2 separate regions of the Mus musculus genome follow, and region 2 is linked to region 1. The links are chromatin contacts, called in public Hi-C maps. All regions are on one chromosome and are shown on one strand. The core of a region is the stretch at or near the end of the contact, and the rest is flanking DNA. Distances in the headings are between cores, read along the strand shown.

The links. A called contact is a pair of places that touch in the nucleus more often than the background predicts.
Region 2: a contact with region 1 is called in a Hi-C map of bone marrow-derived macrophages, with 2.5 times the contacts expected there. The contact joins two enhancer-like sites. A contact is called at or near these places in 4 of 484 Hi-C or Micro-C datasets (bone marrow-derived macrophages, liver and macrophages) and 2 of 115 datasets of contacts at active chromatin or transcription factors (bone marrow-derived macrophages and embryonic stem cells).

Annotation. Positions count from the first base shown.
Region 1 is chr3:50,400,942-50,408,729 of GRCm38.p6, reverse strand. All of the region lies in intron 6 of Slc7a11 (solute carrier family 7 (cationic amino acid transporter, y+ system), member 11), which reads left to right. Among named protein-coding and RNA genes, the nearest start is that of Slc7a11, 39 kb to the left of the region's middle. Within about 2 kb of position 2,634, at least 57 of the 459 cell types and tissues checked have an H3K27ac peak or open chromatin away from gene starts, as enhancers often do. A contact at or near this core is called in bone marrow-derived macrophages, where this site is marked.
Region 2 is chr3:50,623,214-50,630,772 of GRCm38.p6, reverse strand. No RefSeq gene overlaps it. Among named protein-coding and RNA genes, the nearest start is that of Gm6209, 40 kb to the right of the region's middle. Within about 2 kb of position 2,277, at least 51 of the 459 cell types and tissues checked have an H3K27ac peak or open chromatin away from gene starts, as enhancers often do. A contact at or near this core is called in bone marrow-derived macrophages, where this site is marked.

The DNA of each region.
Region 1 (7,788 bases), core at 1,385-3,884:
AATCTGCCTCCTCTCTTTGGTAAGTCTGTGTTTGAAAGTCAGGCAACTATGCCCAAAATGTGGCCCAGAAGTAAAATTCACAGTCTGGATTGTAATGGATGAAACATATCTTAGAACCATAAACTCTATTGTGTGGACTGGTCCTGCTTAGCCACTCGCACTGACCCATTTCTAGTCTTTCCCTGGAACTCTTATTAATATATAGATGCAAGATATGTTATTATATCCATATAGCTCATGACATAAGAAGGCCCTTATGTTCACACACATTGTGCCTTAAAGCTGTTTTGATAATTTTTTGTGGTTATCCAAACCCTGGAAATAATGATAGGGCTTGTACAGGCACAAGACACACCTACTCCCAGAGTGCATCTGAGAGGAACCAGAGGAAGTTAAGACATTGCAGTGAGGGAGAGGCATTCCTTCATTACACGAACTATGCTTGCTTTCAGAGTCATTGCCAGTAATGCTGCTGCAGGAAATCAGAATTCAAACCCTGTCTAGCTGTAAGCAGCTGGTTGACCTCATACAGACCTACACTGCTTGGTGAGCCTGTGTTTACCACTCTGGTATGGGTGATAATAATCCTCACATTATGCCCCCTCAAGGTTCCTAGGATGAATGTGTGAAATTCAAACATGTTAATGAGCTCAACAAGTAATTTACAAACACCAGCTGCAACCCACACCTATATTCTTTGAAGATTAGAATATTTTATAAGCGTAAGCTCTGAAAATATTAAAGGATTAACATGATTGTTTCATGAACGGAGGGTGCCTTTTCTGCACATGTGAACTAATAATCAGCTTAGAACACTGCTGCTCCATCAGCAAATCGCTCTCTCATTAGAAGTTAGAAGGCTGAGGGAAGCAAGAGAATTGTGCTGATGCCCAAGTCCCTCAGATGATGCCCAGCTCATGCATGCATCTGAGTCAGAAGGAATTTCTTGGCAGACATTTTTTTTCTTCTCTTGTGATAAATATTAGCATGCCCTCACCCGGATAGCCATTGTCATACAGTTGATTGATGGTACTGGTTGAATAGGTGGGCTGTTTGTATTTGACCTGTTTTTAGGTTGACTGTCTTATCAGAAAATGATTTTATGAAATCCTCGAAACCAAGTCTTGGTTTGAGTGGCTTCTACCATGTATTTTAGACATTTTATCCTTACTTTTTCCAGTAAAGAAGATAGTTAGTACAGTTTACAAGAATGCAAGCTAAAATTTTGTTAATTTTTACATAATATAAAGATATAAAATCTTGTTTTATATACATATATAAATATATTAAATAGAAATATATATTTGCACACTTACACATACACTCATATACACACATATATACACATATATTCTCTCTTTCTCACACACATATACATATATGTATATATATATGCACAGCTTTAAAAATATTTCTTTAGTAAATATACAAACAGCATTTTAATCTGGCTCATAGATGGGCTACAGGGGTTAGTAACTCAGGTGATTTGTTTCATTGTATGATATGTTTCTCATGCAGAGGAGAAAGCTGAGGCTCAAAGAAGTAGAATGCCTTCATTCTTATGGCTATGCAGTTGTCCAGAGAGATTAGGACAACAGTCTATGATTTTCTAGCTCCAGAGCTCAGAGTCTTTCTAACAAACCAGTTAATCTTGTGGGAGGAAAGGCAGAAGTGAGCCCTTGATCACAAAAGACATCAGTGTGAACTAAGGAAGTAACTATAGAACTTTACTATAGAAGAAGAGGAAGTAGAAAGCAGAACAGAGAGATGGAGGTGTCTGACGCAGGGCCTGGGCATCCAGAAACTGTAGAAGAATGATTGCTTTCAGGGACTGATGCGTAATGCATCCTGTGTAGGACATTGCAGATGTTGGCCTGTGGGAAGCCTAAGCTTCCACTGGAAGGCTTTGGGACCTGATCTAGCAGTCATTGAGACTGGCAGGCAGGTGCCAAGGAAAGTCTTTGGAGAATGGAAATCAGTGCTTGGAAATATTAACTTGATTTCAAGTCCAGTGGGTTTTCTTCTTGTGACAACCAGTTTAAATGGAGTTATAGTGGTGGGGACTTCTTTAACCTTCTTTTGCGTGTTTGGTCATAATAAAACAGCATCTTTGAGAAGTTAACTGACACTTCTTCCACTGCTAGGGAGACACAGTGACATGGCATGCAGCAGAAGAAACATAGTCACCTATCCCTGGCCTAAGATAGAGATCCACCTACTTAGAGAATAAGATGAATCAACACTTTGTCCCTGCACTCCCTTCGTAAATACAGGGCTGCAGGTGTTTCTTTATTAGTGAAAAATGATCCATTTATTGATTCTCTCTGCTACTGGAAAAGCAAATGAGACGAGAGGAGATGGTTTGTTTATAAAGAATATTTATAACTCAAAATTATCCAAGCCAGAGAATTTGGTTAGTCATGTAAATTTCCAAAATAAATGTAAAGGACTCTTGTCCAGTATCTTGTTTGATATCAACCTTGAGATTTTAGCATTGGAACTGTAGGACATGCTAGCAACTAACCTTGCTTTGAGTTTTAGGAAATTCAAGTTCTGCTTTTGGATGGGGAAATGTGAAGAAGTCAATGGTCATGCAGATGACTCGTGTTCTTGGAGACAGAAAGGAAAGTCGTCACAATCTGGTGAAATAGATGAATCTTAAGGCTGGAAAGATGGCTTAGTGGTTAGGACCGCTTGCTGCTGTTTCAAGATTCAGGTTCAGTTCCCAGTATCCATGTTGGATGGATTACAAGCACACATACCACCACCTCCAAGGGATCCTATGCCTTCTAGCTTTCACAGAGACCTGAATACAGATGAACATACCCACATTAGATGGACATAACCACAAACAGATAAACAGACACAGACACACACACACAGAGGAGTGGGTAGGTGCTAGAGGAGGAAGAGGAGGAGGCAGCCCTTAGACTTTTAGCATCAAATACAAATCATAGGTTAGAGTGTGGGTATGTCAAGCAAAATACTTTAAAGACCGTCTATCACCCATTGGATATTCCGGGGAAAGTTGGACGTAGGTAAAGAGAGAGCTAACAGTATGACCACAGGACAGGAGACAGCTTGGTAGACCATTGATCCTGCTAGACAAAGTGAGCTTCAAAGTGGTGCTGTGCTCATAGAGCCACATGGGTCAGAGAAGATTCTAGGTTTTTCTGCCTTTTGTTTTTCTGGGCTAGGATCTTAGCATGTAGCTCAGGATGACCTTGAACTTGCAGTGCTGCTGCTGCCCAGCTCTGTGACTATAGACATGTGACCACCACATCAGCCAAGATTCCATTTCTGCATCTGGATTATTTTGCTTTAAATTTAGCTATCTTTGTTCTTTGTCCTTTCTCAGCATCTTGCTTGTTAGTGAAGGATGCTATGGTGGCAGACTCTGCCTGTCCTTTCAGCTCTAGTATACCCGATGTAGTTGGCAGAAGATGCAAACTCTGGGAAGGGGAGTGGACTATGAGGAGACCTGAGATAAAAGAAACCCTACTACAGTGGCCAGAGTTAATTTCAGAAGACAGTTACAGTATAGGTGGTCAAATGGGGGAAATGAGCTAATTTCTTAGACCATAAAACCAAGGGCCACATCCAGGAATCTAACTCAGTAAGATTACCTTAAGGACAGGGCTCATGATTTGTGTGTGTGCCAGGAAACAAGAATAACACTTGTGAGGAAATCGATCATGCTGTGTTATGAGGAATCCCTGATTCTATTTATTTTCTTTATTAAATGTGCTCACAGGAGACAGACAGTTCCTGGTAAATCTCAGTGGTCTGGAAGATTTTAAGTCAGTATTCTGTGTGTTTTGTTCTCTTAAAAGCATGAATATGAGCAGGAAAGGATCATTCACCAAGTCTCCTGCACTACTGAAGATGTTTTCAATAGCCCATTAGGACCATATTGTCTATTTGCACCGATTAGCCTAATAAACAGAACAGGGCCCTTTGTCATGATTTTCACAAATTTACAGGTATTCACCTGCTGTTTGTGTGTTCTATCCTCACCTAATAAACTTCTTGTGGGAACCAAGGATTGATTGATTGATTGAGTTCTTTCTTTCTTTCTTCCTTTCTTTCTTTCTTTCTTTCTTTCTTTCTTTCTTTCTTTCTTTCTTTCTTTCTTTCTTTCTTTCTTTCTTTCTTTCTTTCTTCTTGCTCTTGAGACAAACTCTTCTTATCATGTAACTCTGGGTATTCTAGAACTTAGCTCACAACTCAAGCACACAGAAATACATCTATCTGGGTCTCTTGAGTGCTGGGATTAAAGGCATGCATCATTATATCCAGCTTATTTTTATATTTCTTAACAACAAGATGTTGACCTATTTGCAATCTCTAGAAATTACCAGGCCAGGATTTGTATATGTGATATATTCTCATTCTCATTCTCTCTCTCTCTCTCTCTCTCTCTCTCTCTCTCTCTCTCTCTCTCTCTCTCTCTCTCTCTCTCTCTCTCGTCTTTTCTCTTTTCTTCCCCTATCTCTCTTGCCTTAATGCTTAGTTTGCTCATTATCACAAGGTAAATGGCACCATTGCTTGAAACACTACTCTCAGTGAGGGAGAATTTATCTCATTTCAGAAGTAAGCATTTGTAATCGTTGACATGGAGGCCATTTTACAGATGTAGACTGTTGATGTACTTGACTTTCTAAGGAGATGGGCTATGGTTCTTTGTATTTGCTAGGTATTTGCTGCTGTGCTCTATTTTCTTTACTTTCCTTACATTCTCTCCTATAGAGGTAGAGTAGATAGTTCCTCCCTGGGAAAGGCACAGCAGCCCAGACTTGGTGTGCATTTTAGCGTGAGAATGCTATAATCAAAAACCTTCATATTTTGTAGATGGCACACGGTACCATATAGAAAATTGTTAATGAATTTATCTTTATAGCATATACTTTAAATGTGCATTAATATGTGAAGAGTTGAAACTTAAGTGGCATACTCTTACACAAAATGAAGGTGACAGGTTAGAATACATGATACTGTAAATGAAGTCATTTTGAAGGCCTGAGATATCTACATTGCACAGGGTTCTTGTAGGCATCCCAGGTCCCACCTTTCCAAAGTATCATCTCTGTTGTTTCCCATGATGCCATTTCTCCTTCTGATTCTGCTGCTATTCTATTCCCATTCTTTCAGGAACAAATAGCAATGTCTCAAATCTTCATATTATCACCTTGTACTAATAGCTATGTTCTTATTTATCTTCCTTTACACCTGAACATTGAAATGTCTTGTATGCCTTAGTTAATTAAAGTATCCCCTTGTCATGGTTAAGTCACGATAAACTTGGCTTGAGAAAATAAGTCATACTAGTCTATAAGGTGAGAGTTAAAAGGTAAACATCTACAATCTAAGACAGGTGGCAATGGGAAGATTGTAGCCTTGAAATTAGCTGGTGGGGAAACATCACCATTAAACATGTCCTGTATGAAATTTAATAAAACGCTCTACCTACAAATAGTAAAGTCTGTAGCTTTGCCATCCAGATTTCTAATGTTGTACAAAAAAATAATGTGGTCCCTAGAATAGCAGAAGTCATTTAGTGAAGGTCATGAGAAACATTACAAGGTGGAGATGCTGGAATTTCAGGATTTTGTAAAGGGATAGCTAAGCTAAGTCTAACGGCTCTGGTGTCTTCACACATACACTGGCTCCTAAAAAGAGCTTGGTAGCTCTTTGAGTGGCTATATTTAATTTTTCCATTACTGTTACAGTCAAGCAATCAAACTTCCACTTTCTGTATTTCATCCTCGGGGAGCAAACAGAGAAATTGACACAGAAGACACGGTTAGCTTTTGTCTTCTGTCTGACATGACAAAAGCGCTGAGCTGGTCAGTGCTGGGGGTCACAGATCTCAGGTGCTCCTTTCCGGCTGTGTAGAGCCTTAGGTAAGAAAGGCTCAATGTGCCCTGGACATTTGTACATGTTTATCTACTTGTTTCTCCTAATGCAATGTCCTCTCACCAGGGAGAGATTACCAAAGGACAGTGTTGGGAGAATGCAAGTACTCACTGGACTCAAGGACACCGTGCTCTGAGTCTTGGGACTTTCTTCTTCCTAAGCCACAAGCTGAGTAAGCTGTGGTCCAGCATGGGTGTCTGGGTGCTTTTCAGACCTTCAGGCTCACGATACAAGTCTGTGACTAAGCAGAGTAGAAAAACTCCCTGTTCTCTAAACATGATGTCAATGGAGCTGTCATTTCTATAAGAGAGTTGAGTGGAATTTCCAGGATTTAAACCCTGCCCGCCCACTTTGCCTGTCTGGACAGAGATTCACAGACCGCCCCCAAACCACCGAATTATCTTGGTTTTGTATTCTCCTAATGAGCACATATTTACCAAATTTTAAAGTAGCTAGGACTCAAAAGAGTGGTTGTAATCCAATAATCATCAAATGATGACTTTTTTTTCCTGTGTATCTTATATTCTGCTAAAAGAGTAAAAGTAACATGTTCAATATCAATGAAAATGACTTTTATTGGATTTCTAACCCGGTAATGTGCACTTTCTCTTGAATAATAACTGATGGCCAAATTTGAAAATTTTAAGAAAATATGAACGAGACATGTAGAGTCTGTCGATCATATTGAGTCAAAATAGTGCTCACTTGGGTAGTTACGTTTGTTGGTCTCCCTGTCCCTGTGAGTGGTTAGTCGTGTGTGCTTGATTATGTGGCTTGGGTAAAGGTACACACACATTTCTCTTCACTATTGGCATTCTATTATTCACCTTTTGCTAGTTTATTGGGTTCCCCAGGGTGTGGTCTACCTCATTACTGTCCCATCCCCTGTCTTGCCTTACATTCCTGCTATGGCTCACCCTCCACTCTACTCTTGTGCCTACAGATCTGTCGCAGCCTTTTCCTCTCATGCTATTCCATTTGATTTCCCTATCCCTAATTTCTCAATGGATGCTATTTTAATAATGGATGACATGCCTTTAGTATTTCTTGTTTTCTGTTGAATTTGAAAACATCATTTTTCCTTGATGTAATAATGCTAGATTACAGATTTTTCTATACAAATCTGTATATCCAATTATTTCCTTCAGATTGGTTTTATCTACTATTTCATATGTAATGATCATCCAAATGGTCACTGTTTGTGATCCCAAAATGCCTTGTAAAGAGGAGACACTGCTTTCCTGTGACTGGCACTGGGTATCACCACGTTTTTGTTATTTGTCCCAGTTTTCTTTCTTTGTAGTTCTAGGGCTTGAACACCTGACCTAGTGGGGGAGTCATTTTCTCATATTTTATTACATGTCACTCTTGTTCTGTTTGTTTGAAATGCCAGCTTGCAGAAATTTTGCATTTGTATTTAAATATAGTAAACATTTTTATTCATGTATATTGCTTTTATGGTCATAACCTTTTTGTATACAACATTTAAATCTCTCTCTTTCACATACACACACAGGTATCTCTCTCTATATATCATTAATATATCTATCTATTTATCATCTATCTAACATCTATCTATCTCTATCATCTATCTACCTAGCGATCTATCTATCTATCTATCTATCTATCTATCTATCTATCTATATTTTTCTCCCAAAATCTCTCAACAACTCAGCATTATCTAAGTAATAATATCCCTAAGTTTATGAAGCTCATAAATTATGGCACTTGTCATGATATAATAATACACATTAAATTTTATGTTCTATGCTAAGATATTTTTAGGTAATTTATTCTACTTCATTTATCATTCTATTGGTATAACAGCCAATTACTATACCATTTTATTATTAAAATGTTCAAAATCCCTTT
Region 2 (7,559 bases), core at 1,028-3,527, 220 kb before region 1:
TCTTTCCTATGTGTAAGATTTCTTTAATAACGTTCTGTAGTACTATCTTATCAATCATGAGTTCCTTTGATTTGGATCATCATGGGGAATCTTTATTCTTCAATTTGAAGGAACACTTTATAGTGTATGGTAATCTAGGCTGGTCGATTTTCCTTTTGGGATTGAAGCACATCACTCCACATTGTATTAGCTAGTTTTCTTGTTGCTGTGATAAGATATCTGACGATGCTACACAAAGCAGGATGAGTTTATTTTGTCCCACAGTTTGAGAGTTACAGACCATCGAAGCCTAGCAGGTATTGAAGGTGTTGAGGTGGCTGGTCACATGGCACCTGCAGTTAGGGAACAGAGAGAGATGGATGTGGATACTCACTTTGTATTTAGTAAGGAATCTCAGCCTGTGGATTAGGGCTACTCACTCTCCGTCAAATAACATTTGTGAAAATACTCAAGAACACCCAGAAGTATGCTTTCACAGTGATTCTAAATCCAATCAAGTTGATACTGAAGATTGACTGTGGTTGCCATGTGCCAACCCAAGCATTAGAGTTCCTGCTGGTAAATCTGCTATCATCCTGATGTGTTGGCTTTTATACGTGACTTGGACCTTCATTTTTGCATTTTCAATATTCCCTTTACTCTGTATATGGAGTGTATTAGTTATAATGCAGTTTGAGGAGATTCTTTCTTGGTTCTATCTATTTGGGGTTCCAATACGCTCCAGAATCCAGATCTCTACCTCTTTCTGAAACTTTCTTATTAGATATATTTTTCTATGCTGTTAGTGTGCACCTCTTCTCCTTCTGTACATATAATTTGTAAGTTGGGAATTTTACTGGTATCTGAAAAGTCTATGTAGTGTTGATAATTTCTTTTATAATATAGTGTCTGATTATCCTAAGTAATCCACCTTATCTATGAATCCAGTGACCTATCTTCTATTTAATCTAGCTATTAATCAAGTTAGTTTTTAAAATTTAACTTGTGGAACCTTCCATTCCCTAAATTTCAGTTTGTTACTTTCCTTCAGAGTCTCTGTATCTTTACTGGATTCTCTCTATATATCTTTCATTTTGTTCTGTATTTTATTTAGCTCTTTACTTTTATCCTATTTTAACTCATTTAGGTTTTTAATGATATTCTCTGTAAATAGCAACCATTTCTATAGTTTCTTCTTTTAACTCTTTATTCAGAATTTTATCTACCCATCATGAACTATTGTTTGGAGGAGTCACACTAATTACTTACATATTTTTTAATTTGTCTGTATTGGGATTTGTGCATGTAGGACAAGTCATTGGCTGGGAATTTGGTTGTCTTATATTCTTTGAGATAAAGTAATCACTGAGCAATGGGCAGGTCTAGGCTATGGCAGGGTAAAGAATTAATTTATCACAACTATGCTGGCCACTTAAACCACAGTTAAAATCGAGGCACCAGGCCCAGCCCAGTGGACCACAGAAGAAACCATAACCTATAGAAAAAACACAAAGTAATCATGGTCATAACCAATTACAGCCAATGTCATAATAATCTTATGAAAATTAGAAAAAAGGAGCAAAGACATATTGTTAAATCTAATATGACATTAATGAGAAATGGAATGGCAAAACTAAGGCAAGTACCAGAAGAAAAAAAAATAGAAAAAGAAGAGAAAAAGTAAATTGAAAGGATAAGGGAGAAGACGAAGAGACATAGAAGACGTAGTTAAGGATTAAGTAAATAAAAAAGGAATATAAAATAACAAACCAACCAACCCCACAAACCTGCAAACAGAAAACAATAAAATTCTTTTAAAAACCTAAAGGACAAACGATGAAAAATGGAGAAATGAGAGAAAATAAATATTACCGAAGAATGAAAAAGAATTTACAATGGTAAAGACTAAGGGAGGGAGATTAAAAATCAAATATTACACGGGTGTGGTAGCCCGTGTTTATACAGTCACTGTTTAGAAGTTTGGGACTGGGTGACTGCTAGTCCTAGGCCAACTTGGCCCCTTCGAGGAGCGACTTTCTCTGATCAGAAGACTTGACAGGATAAAATGAGAAAGGGAGTAGACATTAAAAAGATAAAAGAATAAGAAAAATAAAACACACAAACAAATATGAGCAACTTTCTTATAAGTATTAAACTGGATGATGGAAAGATACCGGCCTGTGACTAGCTCCTGCTCTCGAGCTGTTTGGCCATGTGCCATCTTTGAGGGCTGACTCTGTATGCAGATTTGCTTCCTCTTTCTCATTCACCGTGTAGACCAGCAACCGGAAGATGTGGCTTGTAGTTGGAGACGCCTGTACTTATTAACTCTGGGCTGCTGTATTGGTCAGATAAGAAGGGGCAGAACAGAACTCTTTCTCCATCTGGTCCAAGTCTCCGATGCCATGCCATTCGGTGTTTGCTCATGGGTTTGGGAGTTGCTATGTGGATCCAATCTTGACCCTCTCCTGCTCCACTTTCCAGGTCTGGAACTTCCCTCAACTCACTTCCTGTAAGTGTTTACTTACTACAGAACTCTGCTAGCTTCCTAACTTGATGGCAGCCGGTAAGAAGTCACCTCTACTCCCAACTATGATGCTATGATTGGGAATATGTAAAATTTCAGTGTTTCTCAAAGGCATCTGATTTCAGGACTGTAGTCACTGTTTTAGCGCCTAGGCATAATGATAGTTACTGAATAAGCCACCACTGGCCTCTAATAGAATGGTTTTATGTGACAGAATGACATATAAAGTTGAGGTCTGTGGGCTTTTTATTTTAATTTTTTAGTTTCCTTCCTCCCACCCTCCCTCTCACTCTCCCTCCATCCCTTCATTCATTCCTTCATTCCTTCCTTCTTTCCTTCCTTCATTTTGTCCTTCCTTTTAGTGGCTTAAACCAAGGCATGTGTTTTCCAGAACACTTACTTTTCCTTTGTTCTGTGCTCACTCTCTCTGCCCTTGGCTTTCTTTCCACCTAGGCTTTCTCTATTCAATTGTCTAAGTTCTCTATTTTAAATTCCAGGCTCCATCTGAGGGTTCCCAAACCCACACAGCCTGCATCACACAAAGGAAGGCTCTTTCTTCTTAAGCCTTTCTAGAAGTACTTCTTGGAGATAGTAGCTTTTGGTGGGTGACAATGCTCTGCTACCTTCCAAGACCCTGAGTCCTTCTTCTTACTTCTTCATTTATTATCTGTGGTCCTTTGGAAAACGGAAGGTTTCCTCTTCTGTAAAATGGATAACATATGTGTCACCTGTCACATAGACACTTAAAGAAAGATCCCAAAGCAACTACTGTATGAAGCGTATTTTGCAAAACTGTCAGAGCCAGAACAAGAATAAGGCTTAGGTGAGCCTAGTAGAGGCTGTTGTAGGAGAGTAATTAAGAGTTCAAGGCCACCCTTAGCTGTATAGAAAGTCCTTGTCTTAAGGAAAAAGAAAGGGAAAAATGATTAGAGAAGAAAAGAAGGCATGAGTTTTGGAGTTCCAGTAGCAAAATTCCTTAAGGCCAGTAGTTTAGCCTTGAGTACATGTCTCCTGTAACTCTCTCTAGCCATACCAATACCTGCTTCCTACTCTAGGAATCTTGAGTGTTGATTTTGTGGTGGGGCTCAGCTGTACACTTTGTTTTCCCTTGCTAAATTCTCCAGATGTTTCTAGAGGGGACTCTAGATTAGACTCCCTGCTGTGAGATTTCTGGAATAAATCTTGCAATTTGGTTAAAATCGGGATCAGGTACATAAAGTTCATGAGGAAATGTCATTGACAAGAAGAGCTGACTTCTAGTCAATCATACCATAATAATAGCAGAGATATTGAACACCCCTTTCATAGTTGGGAGTTCTAATGCAAGAATGAAATTACTGCACTCACCTAACTTTTACAATCGTTTTTCACATTAACGAGCCTTAGAAGTCAGTTTTGTGGAGCTCCAATTACTGAAAGGGCTGTGCAAGTATGATACCATACATCACCAGAAAATATAATAACTCTGTTTCAAAGAGGGCTTCGGTAATAAAATTATCATAAACAACGTGATTCAGTTATGCCACAAAACATCCAGTGATTAAAAACTTCTATTCCTGCAGCTCCACGGTTTAGATTCAATCCACTTTCATTTTGCACCATTGCTAATTGTATTGTTTGAGGATTCAATGATATGTAAAATATAAAGCGCCAACCTAAAACTAAATGTATATCTACTCTAGGATGTTTCCATTTGCTACTTAATTTGAATAAATTTGATGACTGTTGGATAGTTGCTAAGAAGAATTAGTTTTAAAACATTTGGGACTATTTTCTCTCAAAAAGATGCTTAAAATAGACAAGTGCTTAAAGTTAGAAACATTTATGCCCTGGCCTCCCATGGATTCTAGAATAAAACTTTTCTGTAAATGACTGTGATGCTGAGCAGAGGAAACCTCCAAGTGGGGCATTGAATCCAGGAGACATTAGTGATTTTCCCAAAGTCACACAGTTAATTAGTCACACCTCTTAGGTCTGAAACTTCTGTCTCTTTCTGGGGAAGCTTGATAAATGTCAACTGGATTTCACATAGGATGGACCTTGGACTTGATTTGTAATGTTTGGCTCATTTCAGGTCAAAACTATACTAGAAGTTCTTGGAGAATCTGTCTTGGATGTGTCCAAACATGCCACAGCTAATTAGTAGGAAATCTCTTCATTATTATTTGAGGTCTTTTGAGAAGTTTCAAAGTCTCCGTAGACTGTAGAGTTTAAATAGTGGGGTGTGATTAAGGCTTCCATAGTATTCTTGGCAGAAATGGCTTTAGTGACATTAATTTGTAGGGACTTGAGGTCACAGCGAATGGCTAGCCAATGACAATTACAAGCATTGTTAGGGAGCTGAGACATATATTCTCACTCCTTGCACATGTGATGTCACTAGTATTCTTAAAAGTTCAACCTTCATATTAACCAGGATGATTATTATTATGCCAATAACCGCATGCTTTCAGATATGTTATCCTGACAGCTTGTACTTTGTTCCTGGTAAGTACCAATATCCCAGCTCCTGAGCCAGTCTGCATAGCCAAGTCCCACTTGTTACAATATCCAATTGTAATGAGTTGATAGAAGGGATTACACTCATGGACAAAGGTAGAAACAATAGTCAGCTCTGAAGCACATCCTCTCCAATTGCTTGTCTCTGTTAAAATGGAATATGTGATGTCTGGCAAAATTGTGGGAAGACTAATAAAAGCATGGGGCTGGGGAAATGAGGAGTGGTTTTAAAATCCAAGTATTTGAAAATGCAATGTTACCATTGAAGAAACTGAACACCTTTTATCACTATAAATTATATCCATTAATTTTCTAATTTGGGGGAATAAAATACCTGACAAGAGCAACTTAACGAAAGTGTTTGGGGTGGCTTACAGTCTGAGGGAAGGCGGGGCAGGAGTGTGAGGCAGCTGGTTGCACTGCTTCTGGAGTCAGGAAGCACAGACAGACAAATCCTAGCACCCCACCCACTTTCTCCTTTTTATTCAGCCTGGGGCCCACACTTGAGGTGTGTCTTCTCTCCTCAGTCACACTTTTCTGGAAGTACCCTCAGAGAGAAGACACCTTGGGAAGCGTTTCCATGGTGATTCGAGATCCCCCCTTCAGTTGACTGTGGAGTTTCACTGTCAGACCAAGTTTGAGATTTTTTTTTTTTTTGAACATCAGGTTGTAAGGGAAATTAATTCAGAGTACACACCGAGCTGTGTGAAATCCAAGGTCTATTCCAAGTTATGCTTCTAGTGTCTTAACTATCAAAGAGAAGACACTCTTCTGGCCTTTAGTGTGTCTCAGGCTCTTCAGTTTTCAAAGCCTGGCTGCATAGCCCTGCAGGTTTCAGGGGAATGTATGCCCATCTCCTCTTAGGAGTTTAATGTAGATGACAGCTGCCAATGGGCTCTGCCTGAGGCTGGTGTCTTCTCAAAAAGAGCCAGCTAGCCTAGGTTTTAATGTTGCCGTCTTCTATCTTCTTTGCCCTGACAGAATTGTGCCAGTTTTCAATGAATTCTTTTGATTTGGGTTTCCCTCTGACAGAGATGGCAATGTAGAGTGTCACCATGACCATGAAGGATTATTAGTAGTTTTATGTAAGCTTTGTTAATCATCTGTCTTCTGGCCCAGTCTCCAAAGGCTTGTTTCAGACTCCCAGGGAGAAGAGGCTCTCACAAAGTATGATCCAAGGAAAGCTTATCCACATGGACTAGACCCCTGGCCAGGTGGTGTTGTTGCCTAGTAACAGTGTTCAACCTTAAGAACTCAAAGGTAGACAGAGAACAGCTACAACCGTGCTTTCTGTGTGGCAGCTGGCTATAAGCTTGAGTCTCTGGGCTCAGTCAGGAGAACTGCTTATGAAGGGAAGCAATAACTGCTATCAGTCTGCAAGTTCACATGTACAGGACAGCAGAAATGGTAGAGAACACACCAAAAAAAAATCATGAAAAACTGGTAATCACGATGTGGTCGAAATTAAATGGAAAAAATGCCTTGATGACCTCCTTGAATAGCTGAAGAGAATTTCCCAATGAAGTGTCTCGGTTTGGCCAGACAGAAGCTGTAGGTCTTTGCTTGTTAGTTTGCTGTTGTGGTTAAGCTGATTGGTAAGCTGAGGCTACCTGTTGATGCATCATAGTCAGTTGTAGAGACTCAATGGCCATCAGACATTGGATTCTACTTATTACTGACATTGCTATTATAATATTTGTGACCCAATAATAATATTTTCTTATGGCAAGTGTACAATATCACTAACAAAAAAATCTGTTAGACATCAATGAAATAAAGCTGGACAATAGAAGCTTATAAAAAAATCTTAAAAAAAATAATCTGTATAAATATTGGCCTGTAGATTCCACCATGAAGCTTGAACAGAATGTTCTCAAATAAAAGTTCTGGGGATGTTTTGCGGAGTTAGCTTTTAGATTTTATTTCATGCCAAAGGATATTCTTATCATTTGCATATCAGAGTGTTTTATTTTATTTTGGAATGGGGATAGTTCCCATGATCAGAAGAACTTCACAGCACACATTCAGTTCAGAACTCTACCAACAAACCTTTTCTTAGTATTTTACTTCCTTGAACAAAGATCACGACTCCTTTACAGATCTTCAAACAGAACAGTGACCTCTCTTCAATAGATGTTATTAGTCCCCTTTTCATAATACATTTTGAAGTTTGTTAACTTAGTAAGTTCCAGGATCATTTGAATGTCACAAGGCCTTTCCCCCCCTGTGGACCACAAAGCAGATTTTAGAAGGGGTGGGGTTATGGCTTGCCCTCATATCAAAGTGAGCCTTGCAATTGATGTAGGGAGACTCAGGTGTGGGACTTGCCTGACTTCTGGCTGGTAGTTCCATTTCCTACCTCAACTTTCAGTAAATGAGAGAATTCATCATTTCAGTCTCGAGTCTTCAAGCTTCTTCCCTGTCTAGCCCAAATCATGAGACCCATTGATTATGATCTTGCGACTCTGAACCTGCATCTAACCACATATGGGCATATGATAATGATAGGAATTTGAAAGGAACATTCCGTGCTTCTCCTCTGTACCTCCATGAT